2 separate regions of the Astyanax mexicanus genome follow, and region 1 is linked to region 2. A link is a contact called in public Hi-C data. All regions are on one chromosome and are shown on one strand. Each heading gives the region's core, a stretch centred on a gene start, on an enhancer-like site or on the middle of the called end of the contact. The rest is flanking DNA. Distances are from core to core; before and after follow the strand shown.

Region 1 (5,770 bases), core at 1,444-3,943, 150 kb before region 2:
TTGCCCTAATGTTAAAATGATGGACAGCATAGCAACAACATGAATAACTTTTACCCATTAGAGATATTGTTGCAGCCACCTACTCACACAAGTAACATCACACATTTGTTACAACAGCAACACACACCACAATTTTCTAACTTTTTTTGAACTTGTAAGCTCTTGGAGCTTAAAGGTGCAATACGTTACATTTTCCCAAAGATTAGTTTACTTTGATACTTTACATAGGCCATTATATATATGATTGTCATTTATATTATTAGGTAATCATTTTAATCATCATTAGGTTTATATGTATTTTAAAGAAAAGCAACTTCTTTTACTTTCACTGAGTCACTAAATGAAACTTCTCGAACAACTGAAAAAATGACTTCAGCTCAGGTTTACAATCAGATATGATCAGTCCTGGTCTGTAGATTACAAAGATGTCTGGTAAACCCACAATATCCAATCTACAACATAACCCAGGGTAAAAATGGAATTGCATCAACAATCGATTTTTAAATTTGCCTCATTATTTACCTATTTTTAATTGCATTTCTCTTGAGGTTTGAGCAAGTGAGAAACATGTGGTTCATAAAAGACAGTGTCAGAGCTCAGATGGATCTCTCTCTCAAACACTGCTAATTTTACATGACAAGACAACAAAAAACCCATAAGAGCCCGGACCCATCAAAACTGAATAATAAATTTAGTGAGCAGCTCATTCATGTTTGTTTCTTATTGTAATGAGAGGTCACATTACTGTAAATATGTTAGGTTTAAAATCATGAGGCAACAAATTACAATTTCATAACTATTACTAACAATTTGTTCTATAAATCAGGTCAGAACTAGTTATATGGAACATAAAACATTTATACATTTGTACAGTTAAGTTGTTGGAACAGATCTGTAGCAGCAAATAATGCACTTTCAAAAGGAGCTACTTTTATCTCTAGCACTCCTACATTCCTTAAATAAGGTCAAAGGATGAGATTCACACAGTCCTGTGATGATGCGCTAAGGATGTTTAGTGTCATTTATGGACTTAGAGTAAAAGACAAACTGTGCGCTGTAAGATACTTTACAGACTTTAAAGGATCTGTAACACATACAGCACCATGGGTTATTTGGGGTTATTTACATGGTAAATATCGCACAATAGTTAATCTATTAGTGCACCTCAAAATTAGAATATCATTGAAAAGTTACTTTATTTTAGTATTTCAGTTCAAAATATAAAACTCATTATATTGATGTATTACATACAAAGTGATCCATTTTAAAGTTTCATTTATTGTTGATTGATCTCATAATCTAATTTTCTAAGACCAATTGGTACTTTTGGCAGTGTGCTGAAAAATGAAAATGGCATCTTCATAAAAGTTGTCAGTAGCAGAGGGAAGCATGAAGTGCTGTAAGATTTTTCGGGAAAACACTGCACTGACTTGATAAAACACAGTGGATCAACACCAGCAGATGACATGTCACTCCAAACAATCACTGATCATCAGTAAAATTTACATTTCATTTGCAAATCAAGGGAGCAGAGTCTGAAGGAAGAGTGAAGAGATGCACAGTCCAAGCTCCTTGAGGTCTAGTGGGAAGTTTCCACAATCAGTGATGGTCTTACAGCACTTCATGCTTCCCTCTACTGACAACTTTTAAGGAGATGCGGATTTCATTTTCCAGCAGGACTTGGCACACTGCTTCACTTATATAATATTCAAATATTCTGAGACACTGATTTTTGGGTTTTCAAAAGCTGCAAGCCATAATAATCAACAATAACATGTGTGTAATACATCTATATAACATGACATAAGATGCACTAGTAGATAAACAGTGTGGGAGCCCAACTGCACATGTGAATTAAACATTAAATTAAACTTACCCCCTTCAGGGACTCGTAACGGTGGGTCCGGGGCTTCTTGATGCCATTTCTGTGCCACTTGCGGGCTGCAGGGATAAACAGAGCAGGGAGTTTAGTGTATAAAAGCATTAATCCTTTTTATTTTACACACAGATTGATAAATGCTATAAAGCTACAGTTCTGAACGAGCTGAACACAAATACTCACACTGGTTGTGCGTGGTGTGGTTCTTCGACTTTGCCATTTTTAATTAAGCTGTCTGTTAACACAAGAGGATAAATACAATTATTAAAGAACATGAATTTCTTAACCAACAGAAATATCTAACAAAAAGCATGGACTTATAACTGAAGCTACTTTACTGTTTACGGTGGGCCAGGCATTAGCTACACACAAGTCTCTCTAAACGAACCAAATAAATTCTCTTAACCTTTATTTAGCTCTGATATTCTACAAAATCCTGACACCAACATTACTATCACAACATTTAAGACCTTATACAATATAATAATTAATAAACTAAGACTTTTATCCGCAGCTGCTCACAGCTGACTGCAGACCGCCGAGCCGTGGCAGATCTAAACCGTTTAAAATAAACATTTTACAATAAAATCTGCCCCCATTTCCAACTGTCCGCACTCATAACGCATCATTAAACACCACAGACCGATAATATCGTATGTAACTTTGATACAGACGGAGGATTAAAGCAGATTAATCTGAAATAAAGCGGCATATTTTCTACCTGCTACACGAACAGCACGACAACCGGAAGAGAGAGAACGTGCAGGGGATTGTGGGAAATAAAAGTCCCCGAGAAGAAGCCGCAGCAGAGCTGGTCTATGGCGAGAGCGCCCACTTCTTATAAAAGGTGTGAAAAGTGTTTACATTCATTACTAAGGGAGAAAAATAGATAATGAGGTTTAAAATAATTCTGTAGAAGGAGAAGTATTAATTAAGGACAAAATCGTATGTCCCCAAAACACATTTTATTAAAATCCGTAATGACTATAATCTTATATTAAAATGTAAGTGTTGCACTAGGCTTCCTGTTTAGACTGCATACTAGTGCATCTGGGAAAAAATAGAATTTTATTGAAAAGTTACTTTATTTCAGTAATTCAGTTCAAAATGAGAAACTCATAAATTATATAAGTGTATTACACACAGCGTGATCTATATTTTATTGTTGATTATTACGACTTACAGCTAATGAAAACCCAAACATCAGTGTCTCGGAAAATTAAAATATTATTTAAGACCAATTGGTACTTGTGGCAGTGTGGGCAGTGTGCCAAGTCCTGCTGGAAAATGAAATCCCCAACTCCATAAAAATTGTCAGTGAGCAGAGTGAAGCATAAAGTGCTGTAAGATTTTGTGGGAAAACACTGCACTGATTTTGGACTTGATGTAACACAGTGGATCAACATCAGCAGATGACATCTCCTAAGTCCAAACCATCATTGATTGGTGGAAACTTCACACTAGACCTCGAGCAGTTTGGACTGTGTGTCTCTCCACTCTTCCTCCAGACTCTGCTCCCTGGATTTACAAATGAAATGTAAAATTTACTGATTATCAGTGGTGGTTTGGAGAGTCATGTCATCTGCTGGTGTTGATCCACTGTGTTTTCTCAAGTCCAAAGTCAGCACAGAGCAGCTTTCAGGGGTTGTGCACAATATGACTGCCTAAGGAAGGTAAACAGGTCTGCATACTGTCTGCGTCCGAGCCAATCAGCTTTTCGTATGAGAATAAAGTGTCTTTTATTTAGTATTATGCCATGTCTCGCAAGATACTCCAAAACATCTCCATAATTCATTCCAAGATAAAAATACAAATAACCCAATTCACTCTCATTTTCTTACAAAAGATTATCCCTTTTTGGATTTTGATGTAATATTCAGTTTCTTCATGGTTATTAATTTGCAGAATTTAGCTTTTATTTTCTGGCTACAACTTAATTATCTTATTCCCAGGCCTCAAAAAGTCATGGCCACAACTTAATTATCTCATTCACACACCTTAATTATCTCATTATCTTAATATAGTAAGTCGTGGCCATGAATTAGGATCTTTTTCGCACACCTTAATAAGTTATAGCCACGCATTAGGATCTCATTCACAAACCTTAATAAGTCGTGGTCATGCATACTTTTTTTTAAGCATGATGTCACCTTAGAGACTCCGTAGGAATGGTATATGTTTATATTATTCATCCAACCACAATCAAATTAAAATTTATCTGGATGGAGAGGTTTATCTTTTTTTTTTTTTTTGACGATGAGATGCCGTAAATAAAACAAGCTGAAACAAAACAAGACTATTTTTAAAATGTAAGGAGTAGAACGTAAAAAGTCATCTGAGAAAGAATTACTCAAGTAACGTATATATATAACCAACATTACTACTTCTAAGTATTTGTACTTCCTTACTTCACACATCTGCTTCCTATTCCCCCCATTATATCAGAATATGACTGCAAAACTCTAGAAGAAGCCCACAAGTAAAGCTAAAACAAGGACAGATGGATTAGAGTATTTAATATAGATAAAATAAGATAAGGGATTATATTTACTCATGTAACTTTTACATTTAAAATGTAAAAAAAAATGTGCCGTGTATAAATGTGCACAAGGTAACTTTAAAATACATTTGTGTCTGCGTTAACCTAATTGCAAAAGCAAGATATGAAATTAAAAACGTTAATAAAAACTACTTAGAACACTGAAAACATTTGTTACCTGTCCCCTCTCTCTAACTATAAACTTAAAATATTATTAAAATCCGTCAGATAAGTAATTTTTTGCATTGTGTATTGTTGTGTGAATGCAAATAATAAAAAAAAAATAAATTCATAATATATAAGTTAAAATACACATTTTAGTTGTGTCCCTGTGTTTTCATTCAGTCCTGTTACCGTAACACATTACCCCATCTAAACAATCTGGAACATTCTACAAGTCACATCTACAACAGGAGGTCAACTCAGTTGGTTTTTCTGAAGATCATGAGAAGAACAACATTAAGTTCCCTCATTTGTTTTTTCAGTATATTTGATCGAATTGTACAGTCATATGAAAAAGTTTGGGCACCCCTATTAATCTTAATCATTTTAGTTCTAAATATTTGGGTGTTTGCAACAGCCAGTTTGATATATCTAATAACTGATGGACACAGTAATATTTCAGGATTGAAATGAGGTTTATTGTACTAACAGAAAATGTGCCATATGCATTAAACCAAAATTTGACCGGTGCAAAAGTATGGGCACCCTTATCATTTTATTGATTTGAATACTCCTAACTACTTTTTACTGACTTACTGAAGCACAAAATTGGTTTGTTAACCTCATTGAGCTTTGAACTTCATAGCCAGGTGTATCCAATCATGAGAAAAGGTATTTAAGGTGGCCAATTGCAAGTTGTTCTCCTATTTGAATCTCCTCTGAAGAGTGGCATCATGGGCTCATCAAAACAACTCTCAAATGATCTAAAAACAAAGATTGTTCAACATAGTTGTTCAGGGGAAGGATACAAAAAGTTGTCTCAGAGATTTAACCTGTCAGTTTCCACTGTGAGGAACATAGTAAGGAAATGGAAGACCACAGGGACAGTTCTTATTAAGCCCAGAAGTGGCAGGCCAAGAAAAAATATCAGAAAGGCAGAGAAGGAGAATGCAAAAGCACACCTCAGGCGTCTCTGTTTGTGGCGAGCTTGCAGAAATGGCCTCTTTCGCATCACTCTCCCATACAGCTTCTCCTTGTGCAAAGTGCGCTGTATTGTTGACCGATGCACAGTGACACCATCTGCAGCAGCTCTTTGGAGGTGGTCTGTGGATTGTCCTTGACTGTTCTCACCATTCTTCTTTCATGAGGACACTGATTATTTCTTTATTTGAAAAATATTTCTGTTTTAA
Region 2 (6,245 bases), core at 822-3,321:
CTACGCTAAGCTAGCCTGATTTGTGGGTTTATTTGGCAACATTGATGAATAAGTTGCTTATTTTAGAATTTATACGCCCGTTTGTGTCAATAAACCACCTTTAACACGATTTTAACAGCTCATTTCTAATCTAAGGTGAAATTCACGTTATTTTCCAGCTTCGTATTCAAACTGTCAGTTCCACCTTAAATACTGCAGCAGTTACATTGAGGCGCCCCGTGGAATCCTCAATACAAATTTTAAGAGTTTAAGGTGGACAGGAGAAACTTAACCTTAAATATTAAAACATTTAGAAAACATATAACTTTAACACATATTGTTTTGAATACACTACAGAAAATTAGCTAATGAGACTGAATCAACACAAAAAGTGCGTATTAAAATAAAATAAAATTAAAAAGTTCTTAAGACTTTTTCAAAGAAAGGTTTGTCTAGTCAACTGTTAGATTACATTACTGAATATATTATGTGTATATTATGTATTATGTGTTTATTTGACAAAACTGATAAACAAGTTGCTTATTTGATATATAAAATATAAGTGAGTATTTGTGAGTAGTTTTTGATCTGATTCTAGCTGTTATATATCACAATTAAAATACGAGATTTTCGAGTCCTGTTCGAATTGTTCATTCCAACTTAAATTTCCAGCTTTGCTTTTATTTCTTACTTTTAGCCAAAAGTAGCGTTTATCGTTATTTTCCAGTTTTGTGCTAGAATGATCCGTTCCACCTTAAATGTTCAACTTGGCTTTTAATACGATACTGTCTCTTCAACGTGCAACTGCAGCACTATTTAAGGTGGAACGGACACAAGTAGAACTTGAGAAGAGATAAAACGTTAAAGAAAACACAAACTGACAGCAGACGATATTCCAAAATATATTAACATAGACTCGCGAAACAGAAAGGAAAGATACGCGTAAAAAAATAAAGTTTCGAACTTTTAAATACTTTTTAAAGACAGAAGTTAGCTGGCGTTACCTTCCAAATAGTACGCCTTGCAGCCGTCGTCCCGCAGCTTCTGCATGAGCAGCCCCAGCACGGAGCCCGCCGCGCCGTTCTCGGGCCAGTCGGCGGTGGCCTCGTCGTACAGCACCACCGTGTCGGTCTTGCAGCGCTTGGCAAACCGCTCCTTGTCCTCGTTGTTGGGGATGATGGAGCGGATGGGCAGGTTGCCCTTCTTCAGGCGGCGCAGCATCAAGCCCGGGATAGCCAGGTTGATGGCCGACTCGATGTGCGACGACTCGTAGAGCTCGTGCGCGCGGCAGTCCAGCAGCAGTAAGGAGCCCGCGCCGGTCTCGAGCTCGTCCTGCAACCATTCCACGCTCTTGCTCGCCATGATCGCGCGCACGTCCCGGGAGCAGCTTCGGAGGTGGTTGTTTTTCATGGGGGAAAAGGGGGACGGGGGGCTCGGTGCGCGTGGCGAAATCCGGTGGAACGGTGGGGATGAGGAAGATGAGGAGGGAAGGCTAAAAGCAAAAGGAGGATGATGAAAGGTTTTAGGTGGATGCGCAATAAAAACGGAGTAAAGAAAGAAAATATTCGGAAAAAAAGATTTCCGAATATTTGGGTGAAAAAAAATCAGAACACGGATCAAAAATCACGACGAGCTCAGAACGCGTCCCCCCATGCGCGCGCTCGCTGGGGGCTGTCCTTACGTGCCTCTCGGTCTTCCTGGGTACTATCTTCACGGTCCTCGCGCTGCTGGAACGGGGCGTCCATTTGCGAGAGCACCGACAGCACCAGCAGCCCTCTCTCTCTCTCCCTCTGTAGTCTCTCTATTTCTGTAGTTCTGTATGTCTCTCTACCTCTCTCTATCTCTCTCTCCCCCACCACCACCTCTTCCAGCACCTCAGCCCGCGCGCAGCAGTAGTAGTGTTGTTGTTTTGGGGGGGAGAAGTTTTGTTATTGTCGCGACCTGTGAAGCATGGTGGTGGTAGCAGCAGCAGCAGTAGCAGTGGTAGTGGTGGTGGTAGTAATCGCAGTGCTGAGGCTGGACTCCGCCGCTGTCCTGCTTGTCATTTTCGCCTCGCGCGGTTGACAGGCTGGAATAAAACAGGGTGCACGGAGCTGGAGCGCGAGAGGAGGAGGGAGGGAGGAGACAAGAATGGAAGGAGGAGACAAGGAGAGAGGGGGAGGAGTTACAGAAAGGACGCGTTAAAGGGCCCATACCGTGCATGTTCTGTGTTATTTGTAACGTTCAGATGGGGTTTAATCATCCAATTTTAGACTCACGTGTTCAGCGTTAACTGTAAACTGAATGGTTTGGCTGTAAACCCTTTATATACAGTATAATCCAGATACTGGAGGTGAAATGAATAACAAGCGACAAGTGAACAGTCAGTTCCTGAAGCTGATGGGTTGCATCAGGTGTAAGAATCTAAGGCTACATTCACATTAAATGCCACGTTGCTCAAATCCGATTTTTTGCTCATATCGGATTTGGCCATCTTGACGGTTCATATTCACAAATGTAAGTGACCTGTATCTGTGTGTAATGTGAATGAATCTGTCCCTGAAACATCTCACATGCGCACATTGATACCTAGATAAACTTCGCCTTTTCACCAACAACAAAAAACGTCATATCTGAGAGACGACTCTTAGCTTTATAAAGGGAAATGGATGAGTTAGCAGCTCATATGTGGAGCATCTTTTGCTAAATGGAGAGGAAACAGCTGGTCTGAAGTACATGTTCAGGTCGAGTAGGAGAAAAAAGACCAGGCAGTTTGCTTTTGCTGTTTTTGCAGTGATAGCTGCACAGCTGCACCAAGAGATGTGTGGGTATGAAAGAGAAGCACGTAGCATACGCATAAAAGCAAAAAAAACAAACACATAAATTCCGATTTGACCATTTACATTCATGTCACATGTCAATGGATTGGATACAAATCTAATATAGGACCACAAATAAAAGTGACTCAAATCTGATTCGAACCAATCGGATTTGGCAAGTTCACACAGCCATGAAAAAAAACATTGAGAAAAAAAAAATCAGATTTGAGTAAATGTAGCCAGATAATGTGAACGTAGCCTAAGAAACTTTTACAAGAACCAAACTGTGATATTTTAGATGACTCAGAAGTCAGAAGATCTCTAGAACATCATGCAGGTCTTGTGAAGTGTTCCTTGGTATGCAATGGCCAAGAAGGACAACCAGTGAACTGGCAACATAGTCACTGGTGCTTAAGGCCTCATTGATGCTAATGGAGGCGCTGCCCACCATACAACTTACAGGATTTAAAAGACTTGCTGTTAATGTTGTGGCTTTTGTGGAGTCTGAGCTATTTCTGAGACATACACAGTATTATAGGCAGGTGATTTTAATTTTATGACCAGAACAGGAGTATTAAAGTATTTTCATGTGAAGGCTGTGAGTAAACATTGCACTATATTTGCCGTAGCGCTTACTGTCTTGCTGCAATCTAAGAGGAAATAGTACTGGAGGACATGTTGTGAAAGACTCTGCTGAAAATGTAAAAAAAAAAAAAAAAGAGGAACGTCTGATTTCACCACAGCTGCACGGCAGCCCGGGCCGGGCCGGACACAATGGCCTTTTATGCATCCGGTTGACTTACAGACACTCCGAACTGTCAGTCCTTGTGTTTCCATCCTCTTATCCTATGAAAGGCCTTCCACACAGTGAGTGACGGCTCTCTCTCAGAATAGAGCTTCTATAGAGGCCTCTGAGCATCCAATAAATTACCCTGACTGTCCAAAAAAGTATGAGAGTATTTATCAAATACCCACATTTTAAGCTCTTGAAATGCATGTTCTTACTGTTCTTTTGTTGGTTAACTATTCCAGTGTAAATATCAATGTAATTACACATGTAGTTGTATAGTAATAACAGTTTAATTACTTTTAATCACACTGAAATCCAAATAAAATACATGCTACTAAACACTAGTATTGGATGCAATAAATGTTTATAACCTTCTACATGTTTTTTCTTTAATTATTTAGTGTAACAACACAGCATCATCATCCCTTAATTCCAACAGTGCAAATATTCCTGTTTTGATTTCTTCCCAGAAACCATTTTTTTGATTGACAGTTTTGGTCAGTTTTAAACAGACCGGTCATCTGCATTATATGAAGTAAGCTTTTATTAATCATGTGGTTTGTACAGGACGTCGCATTAACAGACATGCAGCAAAGTTCTTTTTTTGATGTTGTTAGTGATAAATGTCCAATGTGACTTAATTAATTGTTGATGAGTTGTCAGCCAGTCAGCTAATGTTTGTGTGGTTAGACATGCTGGTAGTATTTGTACTCTGTCTCAGTTCTGAAGCGTAATTCAGATGTGCTTAAATGACACCGGTGCCGGGTGCAGTTTCCACACAGCCCACTCCTTCGCTAATCCACCTTCACAGCGCCACCTCCCACGCCTCGCCCGCCATTTCCTCCGCTGCTCAGCCGGCCTGAGCCACGACTGGAAAATCCATTACTGTAAGAATCCATCATCCCACAGCAGCTGTGCTTTATTCAGGTTCAGCTAGAGCTTGATAGCCAGTTCAGAACTAGTTCATTGTGGTGGTCGTCCAGCTTGACCAGCTAAACCAGTTTGGGATGTCTCAAAGCGTTTATAACTTTTAAGGACCTCCACCAAGAAGTCGTCCATTTTAGTGCAAGAAAGGTGACCTAAAATAAACACGTCAAAGTTTATACTTATGAAAGCAGAGTGCTTAACACTAAGTCATCTAAAAATATGCGTAGTACGGCATGGAGTTGTAGAGGTTCCTAATGGTGGCAGCTTGAATATTTTCTTGCAATTCCTGCAGATTTTGTGAAAGTGTTGATTGCGCATCTAATAGCATCCCACACATTTTCAATTGGGGATAGGTCTGATGATGTGGCTGACCATGGCATAGCATCTGTGTCCACACTGGAGTGTGCATTATGAAATAGGTAAGGTCACAAGGTAGGCTTGCAGAACCTCTTTAACGTAACTTTGGACTTTTAAAGTGCCTGAAATAAAGATAGGTAAAGGTAATCTGGCATCCTATGAAATTGCACTCCACACCTTAGTACTAGGCCTTCTGGTCATGTGATGAGTGAAAAGAAACTATTGATATTGATACAGACCATGGTGCCTCTAACTTTTGATTAGTTGGTCATCTCCAACAAGACAAAAAGTGTGCCTTTTTGAGTCACTTCATGATAGCCTGGTGCAACACCATTGCATTCTTTGGTGATGTAGATATGGTGTTAAAAGTAGTTGTAATAATGGTCTGCATGTATACAGTGCCCTCCATAATTATTGGCACCCCTGGTTAAGATGTGTTCTTTAGCTTCTCATAAATTGAGTTTTGTTCAAAATAATATAGGACCACGATGGGAAAAAAAAGTAAAGTCCAACCTTTAACTCAAGTAAATTTTAAGGGGGAAATAAAATCCCTGACTAAGAAAAAATTATTCTTCATAAAATCACCTGTTCCACAATTATTGGCACCCCTAACAATTCTTAGGAAATAAATTTAATAAAAGTATTTCTGTCACTTCTACAGTAGTTTACGAAGTTGATCAGAGTATGTAGGAACATTTAATTAGTAATTCACAACTTCCTGTTTCCCTGGGGTATAAATATGACGTGACACAGAGGCCATTTATCTTCAACATGGGAAAGACAAAGGAACATACCATTCAAGTGAGGCAGATGTGTGTTGACCTTCACAAGTCAGGCAATGGCTACAAGAAAATCGCTACTCGCCTACACCTGTCCATATCTACTGTCAGAGGAATTATTAAGAAGTTTAAAACAACTGGAACAGTGGTAAACAAGCCTGGACGAGGACGCAAGTTTATTTTGCCACCACGCACAGTGAGGAGGATGATAAGAGAAATAAAAAGTTCTCCAAAGCTCACTGTTACAGAATTGCAACAATTGGTAGCTTCTTGGGGTCACAAAGTCTCCAAAACAACCATCAGGCGCTATCTACATGCCAACAAGCTGTTTGGGAGGCATGCACGGAAGAAACCATTTCTCACTCACAATCATAAACGCAAACGTTTGGAGTTTGCTAAGCGGTACTGGGACTTCAACTGGGACCGTGTGCTTTGGTCAGATGAAACAAAGATAGAGCTTTTTGGCAACAAATGCTCTAAGTGGGTCTGGCGTAACACAAGAGCTGAGTATGCAGAAAAGCACCTCATGCCCACTGTGAAATACGGCGGGGGATCAGTGATGCTGTGGGCCTGTTTCTCTTCTAAAGGCCCTGGGAACCTTGTTAGGGTGCATGG

The links. A called contact is a pair of places that touch in the nucleus more often than the background predicts.
Region 1: a Hi-C map of muscle shows a contact between it and region 2, with 7 times the contacts expected there. The contact joins the promoter of rpl29 here to the promoter of dusp7 in region 2. A contact is called at or near these places in 2 of 3 Hi-C or Micro-C datasets (both in muscle).

What each region holds. Positions count from the first base shown.
Region 1 is chr24:16,418,191-16,423,960 of AstMex3_surface, reverse strand. It overlaps rpl29 (ribosomal protein L29), which reads right to left and starts at 2,693. Exons shown (of 4, transcript XM_015605589.3): 1 at 2,601-2,693; 2 at 2,063-2,114; 3 at 1,877-1,941. The coding sequence starts at 2,099.
Region 2 is chr24:16,265,190-16,271,434 of AstMex3_surface, reverse strand. It overlaps dusp7 (dual specificity phosphatase 7), which reads right to left and starts at 2,071. Exons shown (of 3, transcript XM_022682614.2): 1 at 984-2,071. The coding sequence starts at 1,389.